Linked DNA regions of Mus musculus: region 1 is linked to region 2. A link is a contact called in public Micro-C data. All regions are on one chromosome and are shown on one strand. The core of a region is the stretch at or near the end of the contact, and the rest is flanking DNA. Distances in the headings are between cores, read along the strand shown. Region 1 holds the start of 4930519K11Rik (RIKEN cDNA 4930519K11 gene). Region 2 holds the start of Comtd1 (catechol-O-methyltransferase domain containing 1).

Region 1 (3,068 bases), core at 343-2,842, 2.2 Mb before region 2:
TGTGTCAAGGCACAGACCCAGCTGGTGAGAAGGCCAATAAAGGAATCTCAGTACCGCAGCCTCTTGCACCTCTCCCCAGCCTTTCAAAGTTCAACTACCCCAGGATGTTGGAAAAGCGCCAGGGCCATTGAATGCATGGGGATTGTGTTGCAGCCCTCTGAGTGCAGAAGGATGGATGATGCTGAAGGGGAGACTGAGGCAATTTCTGCTTCTAGAAAACACCATTTATTGCTCTCTTCTTTAGCACCCCCCTTTCTGTGTGTGTAAATGTGAGTGTGCCCCATAGCATGCACATGGACATGAGAGAATGGTTAACAGGAGTTAGCTTATTCCTTTGACTCTGTGAATTTCAGGGATCAGGCGCAGGGGGTCAGGTTTGGAGACAAGTACCTTTACCAGCAGAGCCATTTTGCTGGCCTTCTGTTGTGTACTATTTTATGGGGGAGGTGATTTTGACCTTAAGTCTTTTCTAATGGATATGTATACTGAGCCCAAGGAATGTACCAACCAATTTGAGACTCACATATTTTCAGTGTCTGCCAGGCTTGGCCTTCTTTGGCCCTCTGTATCCTAGGGCCAGGGTGTGGCTGACCAATGATTTAGGTCGAGACAGCTTGTTCAGGTAAGGAGGCTCCTTTGGGCCAGTTTACCATATGAAGAGTCTTGAAAGGAACCTGAGAATTCCAATTAGACTATAACTAATGAGCTGGAAACTTTGGGGAAATCACTGTGGGCAGTGAGGGGAGAGTGATCATCTTGGTTTTAATTAGCACAGGAAAAAGTTGTGGTCCAGCTGCCAGCCTGGAGAAGTGTCCAGAGGGAGGAAGTTTCTGTGTGCAACGATAGGGGGACTGGGGGTGGGGCGGGGGACAGGGGCTGCTGAACAATCCTGGACTCCTTCCCTTTAAAGGGGAGAAACGGGAGACCAGAAATGTAGAAAGGCAAGCCTGAATGCAGAGTACCCGTCATCCATTTGCCCTTCCCACACGAGTCTAAAGAACTAGGAAGCAGCCCTTTAAGAAACCTCCTTTTCTACCCAGTTTGTTCCACACCAACCACCAGGCTGCTGTCATCTTTGCTTAATAAGGAAACAACAAACAAACAAACAACAACAACCAACAAACCCACCTGCAGCTGTCAGAGGTCACAGACTACCAACAGACTTCCAGATGCCCCAGTTGTTCATCAGCAACTCACAACGTGGCATCTTGGAAACGAAAGAGTGAACTCTCTGTCAGCAGGTGTACTGTACTGGCTAGGGTCTTCCTTAGTCTCCAAGCCTTAGAATCTAGGGGCAATAAGTCCACTGAATCTAGCTGACAACCAGCCACTCCTCTCCCTATTAGGGGCCCCTTTGGGAAAACCGGCCTACCCCAGACACCTGGTGGTTTCCCCTTCTGGTACCCTGCTGAGCCTAGAGGGGCGCAACACCTGCAAAGTCCTACCTCTAGGCTGGTGGCGCTATACTCTACATCCTGGAAGATGGGGGGCCGCATGCCCCACCACTGCCAAATGACCTGCTGCCCCTACACAGCCCCAAGCCGAGGCGAGTTAGCCCGGTAAGCCTCCTCCCCTCCCGCTTCGGGCTGTTTGAGCCCGCGCCCGCTCCAGTTGCTGCAGCTGCCACTGCTGGCGGCTGCGGGGCGCGCGGGGCGCGCGCCGAAGAGGCTCGGGCTGCGAGAACGGGGACGAGGAGGAGCCCGAGGAGGCAAGGAGGAAGAAGCGAGCGGAGGCCGAGGAAGCTCAGGGTCACAGAGACCCGGCCCGAAGGGGTCCCGCAGAGCATCGGCTAGCTGGCCGCGGAGGCAGGGCAGACCGCCGCAACCAACCTGCCGCGGCCCCGCGAGCACAGGAGGCGGCGATCCAGGAGCGGAGCGCAGCCCCGGGGAGGAAGGGTGGCGCGGGCACGCCCGGTCGGGAGGGCGCGGATTCTCCGATCCTAAGGAGCTGTCGCCTCATCACCCGAGAGAGCTGTGCGGGGACGGGCGGGAGACCCCGGGCCCGGGCGCAGCGCACACGCGTGGCGCACGCCAGGCGGGCCGGGCGGCGCCGAGGGTACGCGGGATCGCGCTCACGGAGCTTCGGGAGGCACAGACCCCGGGCGCGGACCGCCCGCGGCGCCCCCTGGGCTCTCGGTGCTCCGCGCAGCCCCGGGGGCGATCGGGGCCGGGGTCGGGGAGTGGGAGCCACCCTCCCTCATCCCCTCCCCCCCCCGGGCCGGCCGGCAGCCCGGGGGAGGGCGGGCGGCGGCGCTTGGCTGTATATATCTCCGCACACCCTGCCAGGTCGCGCACAGCGCCCCGAGCCCAGGCGCCTCCCCGCCCCCCTCCCGGCGCTCCGCGGCGGCGGCGGCAGCGGCAGCAGTAGCAGCAACATGGCTGTTGATGGGTGTTCGGGGTGGCGCTGGCGGCGGGAGGAGCTCCCTCGAGCCCCTGCGCCTGCCGCCCATTGCTAGCTATGGCAAACGGTGGCGGCGGCGGCGGCGGCAGCAGCGGCGGCGGCGGCGGCGGCGGCGGAGGCAGCGGTCTTAGAATGAGCAGCAATATCCACGCGAACCATCTCAGCCTAGACGCGTCCTCCTCCTCCTCTTCCTCCTCCTCTTCTTCTTCTTCCTCCTCCTCTTCCTCCTCGTCCTCGGTCCACGAGCCCAAGATGGATGCGCTCATCATACCGGTGACCATGGAGGTGCCGTGCGACAGCCGGGGCCAACGCATGTGGTGGGCTTTCTTGGCCTCCTCCATGGTGACTTTCTTCGGGGGCCTCTTCATCATCTTGCTCTGGCGGACGCTCAAGTACCTGTGGACCGTTTGCTGCCACTGCGGGGGCAAGACGAAGGTAACGCGCGCCCCGGGCGCCCGCCCCTGCGCCATCCCAGCCGTTTCTCGGCGTCCCCCGCAGCCCACCTCTTAGCTCCGCACTGTGTCTTGCCTCCTGCTGTCCCTGCCAGCCTTGTCCCCGCCGCTTGCCCTTCCCTCCCCTCTCCTTGTGCCCTCGGATTGTGCGCCAGGGGTGAGGAGTTGACCCCAGCAGGTGCGCTCCAGGACGCAGACCCCCGCTTTAGTTCTCTG
Region 2 (3,096 bases), core at 223-2,722:
GTTCCAGGAGCAGTTAGGAGAAGCAGCTGAGATCCCGCCCTGCCCCTAGAGAAAGTAGGTTCCCCTCCTGTTTGCCTGCACCCTGCACAGATGCTGATAGGTCAAGAAGCCAGTCTACCCTGATTGTGATTGGAGACCTGCCCTCACCTCCGAGGCCCGGGATTCTAGCAGCATTGGCTTCAGTTGGCCAGGTCTAGGGCTCTCTCACTGATCCTGCACCTGTCTGCCTGCCTCCGGAGGGTCTCCGGGCCTGGCCAGTGTTGTTAAGAAACAGACTTCCAGGGCAACCACCTCTGAGGCCCTGTGGACTCCAGCTCTTAAAGACAGCACCAATAGCCTACTAAGCCTGTGTGTGAGGCACACTGTGCGGGTGTTTTCAACCGGAACTCCATCGGGTGTTGTGTGCAGTGAGTGTTGTGAAATATAACTCTGCAAGACAGTATTCTTGGTGGCCCGAGGCAAGGTGCACCCCTGAGAAATTACACTGTGCAACAGTTCTGGTATAAAGGGGGTTTACTGGGAGAAGAGGACTAGAGGCTGGCAAGTGGCTATGTAGACAGACAGATGGGAATGAAGCCAGGGGAGGGGGGAAGGGGGCCAAAGGACTGGAGTGGGGTGGGGGTCTTTTTATCTGTGGCACATACCTGTCGTACGTGGGGGGCGGGGCAGGTGATGCCTTAAGCAATTGCTAGGTCCCTGAGGGCAGGTCAGCAGAGTCTCCTGTGAGCGAAGTCTAGAAAGGATTTCACTGTAGAAAAAAGAGGGACAGTAACACTTGAACTGCATTCCAGTTGTACCTGTCCAGTTGTTTCCAAGTCATAAACTACCACAGTCTTTTGCTTCCACCAGAGTTCAGCATATAGTAGATATTCAATAAATGTCTAGGGAACACCGGTCTAGCAGATAGCCTTGCAAGGGGAACTCAGCTGCTGCCTGCCAAGATGCTACCGCTTCCCAAGGAACCCTCTCTAGCCAATGACCATAACAGCAAGTACCACTATTGAGCACCTACTATGCGAGGAATCCCGTGCCTATCGTAGTAAGGCTGTAATACCTGCTTTACAGAAAAGAAACAGACTCGGAAAGACGGACCGTCACACAAAAAAGCTACACCCAGCATCCCAGCCACTAAGGATACTGTCTTGGAAACCAGGTGACTCTAAACCAGGTTCTTGGTTCCTTTAACTTGGGCACCCCTCCAGCAAGCATTCCCGAGTCTCTTTGGATTCCTCCATTAGCCACACTCACTTTATCCCCTCTCCCCATGCTCACAAGAGCCCTGGTGCAGAGATGACTCCATACCCCGACGCAGTTCCGCATGCAGCCACCGGGTGGCGAGATGTTCTCAGCCTGACCTTGCAATACGGCCATGTGTCACCAGATGGTGCCCGAGGACGCGGCTCTGTGGGCAGGGCCCGGACAAGGTGGAGCCCTGTCGGCTTACTGGTCCCAGTCCCATCCTCGCTACTCCAGCACACGTGACCTCCGCCGCCGCTGCTAACCTGCACCATGGCTCAGCCCGTCCCTCGGCTATCTATCCCAGCCGCACTGGCCCTGGGCTCGGCCGCGCTGGGCGCCGCCTTCGCTACTGGTCTCTTGCTGGGTGAGCTGGGCTGGGCTGCTGCAGTCCGGGGAATGGGAGGAGGGCGCGGAGAAGAGCCGGAGAACCCGGTCAGAAATGCAGGCCCTGACTCGGCACCCTCTCCCCGGCAGGGAAACGGTGGCCTCCATGGGGGTCCAGGCGGCAAGAGCGCCTGCTGCCACCTGAGGACAATCCCCTGTGGCAGTATCTGCTGAGCCGCTCCATGAGAGAGCACCCGGCGCTGCGGAGCCTGCGACTGGTCAGTAGGACTGGGACCGAGAACCGGCTCCCCACTTCCAGCGTGGTGGACCTCACGTGGCTGTGTGACCTTGAGCTAGGCAGAAACCCTCTCTGGGCTTCCGGGTTCCCTGAGACCTGTCCCCTCTAGGCCACACCCGCCACCGAGCCCCTGAATGATTCAAAACCTCAGGGGGGAGGTGGGGGGGGTGACTGGTATGAATGGCACCTCCCTCTCCCCACACAGCTGACCCTGGAGCAGCCGCAGGGGGATTCCATGATGACCTGTGAACAGGCCCAGCTTCTGGCCAACCTGGCGCGGCTCATTAAGGCCAAGAAAGCTCTGGATCTGGGTAGGAACACGCAGCCATGGTCTCTGGAAACCAGGGTCACAGGGCAGCCCTGCACCCTGAACTGAGCTTGACAGTGTCCCCTTCCACAGGTACTTTCACGGGCTACTCGGCCCTGGCCCTAGCCTTGGCGCTTCCGGAGGCTGGCCGCGTGGTGACCTGCGAGGTTGACGCAGAGCCCCCGAAGCTGGGACGGCCCATGTGGAAGCAGGTGAGAGCCCCACACCTGCGGCCGTTCGGGCTCCGGCTCGGGGGCGTGCCGGCCTGACCGGCCTCCTTCCGCAGGCAGAAGTGGAGCAGAAGATCGACCTTCGGCTGCAGCCCGCCCTGCAGACATTGGGTGAGCACCAGTGCGGGAGGGACCCAGACAGCACTGTCCAACCCCGGGGAACAAAACTGGCGACCCTGAGCAGCCCGCTGAGACCCTAGCTCAGCCAGCGGCACATGCCCTCTGTCCCTGTTAAGATGAGCTCCTAGCGGCGGGCGAGGCCGGAACCTTCGACATAGCCGTGGTGGACGCGGACAAAGAGAACTGTACCGCCTACTACGAGCGCTGTCTGCAGCTCCTACGTCCCGGAGGCGTGCTCGCTGTACTCAGAGTAAGGACTAGCTAAGGCAAAACTGCTGCTTCTTGTGGCTGGGTACCCACTCTTCTCAGCTCTTCCCACCCCACCCCCCAGCCCCGCCCCAAAGCCCACCCAGAGTATCATAGGTCCCGCCCCTCCTGGCTAAAGCTCTGGGTCGGCTACCCCCCACTTCCGACGGCCCCGCCCCTCCATCTGTAGGTCCTGTGGCGCGGAGAAGTGCTGCAGCCTCAGCCCAGGAACAAGACTGTTGAATGTGTGCGGAACCTGAACGAACGCATCCTGAGGGACGCCAGGGTCTACATCAGCCTCCTGCCCCTGGATGATGGCCTCTCCTTGGCCT

Evidence for each region. A called contact is a pair of places that touch in the nucleus more often than the background predicts.
Region 1: a contact with region 2 is called in a Micro-C map of embryonic stem cells, with 2.1 times the contacts expected there. The contact joins the promoter of 4930519K11Rik here to the promoter of Comtd1 in region 2. A contact is called at or near these places in 1 of 39 promoter capture datasets (hippocampal neurons) and 2 of 484 Hi-C or Micro-C datasets (both in embryonic stem cells).

Annotation. Positions count from the first base shown.
Region 1 is chr14:24,003,515-24,006,582 of GRCm38.p6, reverse strand. It overlaps 4930519K11Rik (RIKEN cDNA 4930519K11 gene), which reads right to left and starts at 1,592. Exons shown (of 3, transcript NR_131107.1): 1 at 1,446-1,592; 2 at 1,129-1,288; 3 at 746-902. It overlaps Kcnma1 (potassium large conductance calcium-activated channel, subfamily M, alpha member 1), which reads left to right and starts at 2,378. Exons shown (of 28, transcript NM_001253364.1): 1 at 2,378-2,835. The coding sequence starts at 2,458.
Region 2 is chr14:21,847,286-21,850,381 of GRCm38.p6, reverse strand. Comtd1 (catechol-O-methyltransferase domain containing 1) reads left to right here and starts at 1,472. Exons shown (of 7, transcript NM_026965.2): 1 at 1,472-1,603; 2 at 1,714-1,841; 3 at 2,067-2,172; 4 at 2,262-2,380; 5 at 2,455-2,509; 6 at 2,635-2,768; 7 at 2,955-3,096. The coding sequence starts at 1,510. A430057M04Rik (RIKEN cDNA A430057M04 gene) reads right to left here and starts at 2,804. Exons shown (of 3, transcript NM_176925.3): 1 at 1,303-2,804; 2 at 645-748. The coding sequence starts at 1,511.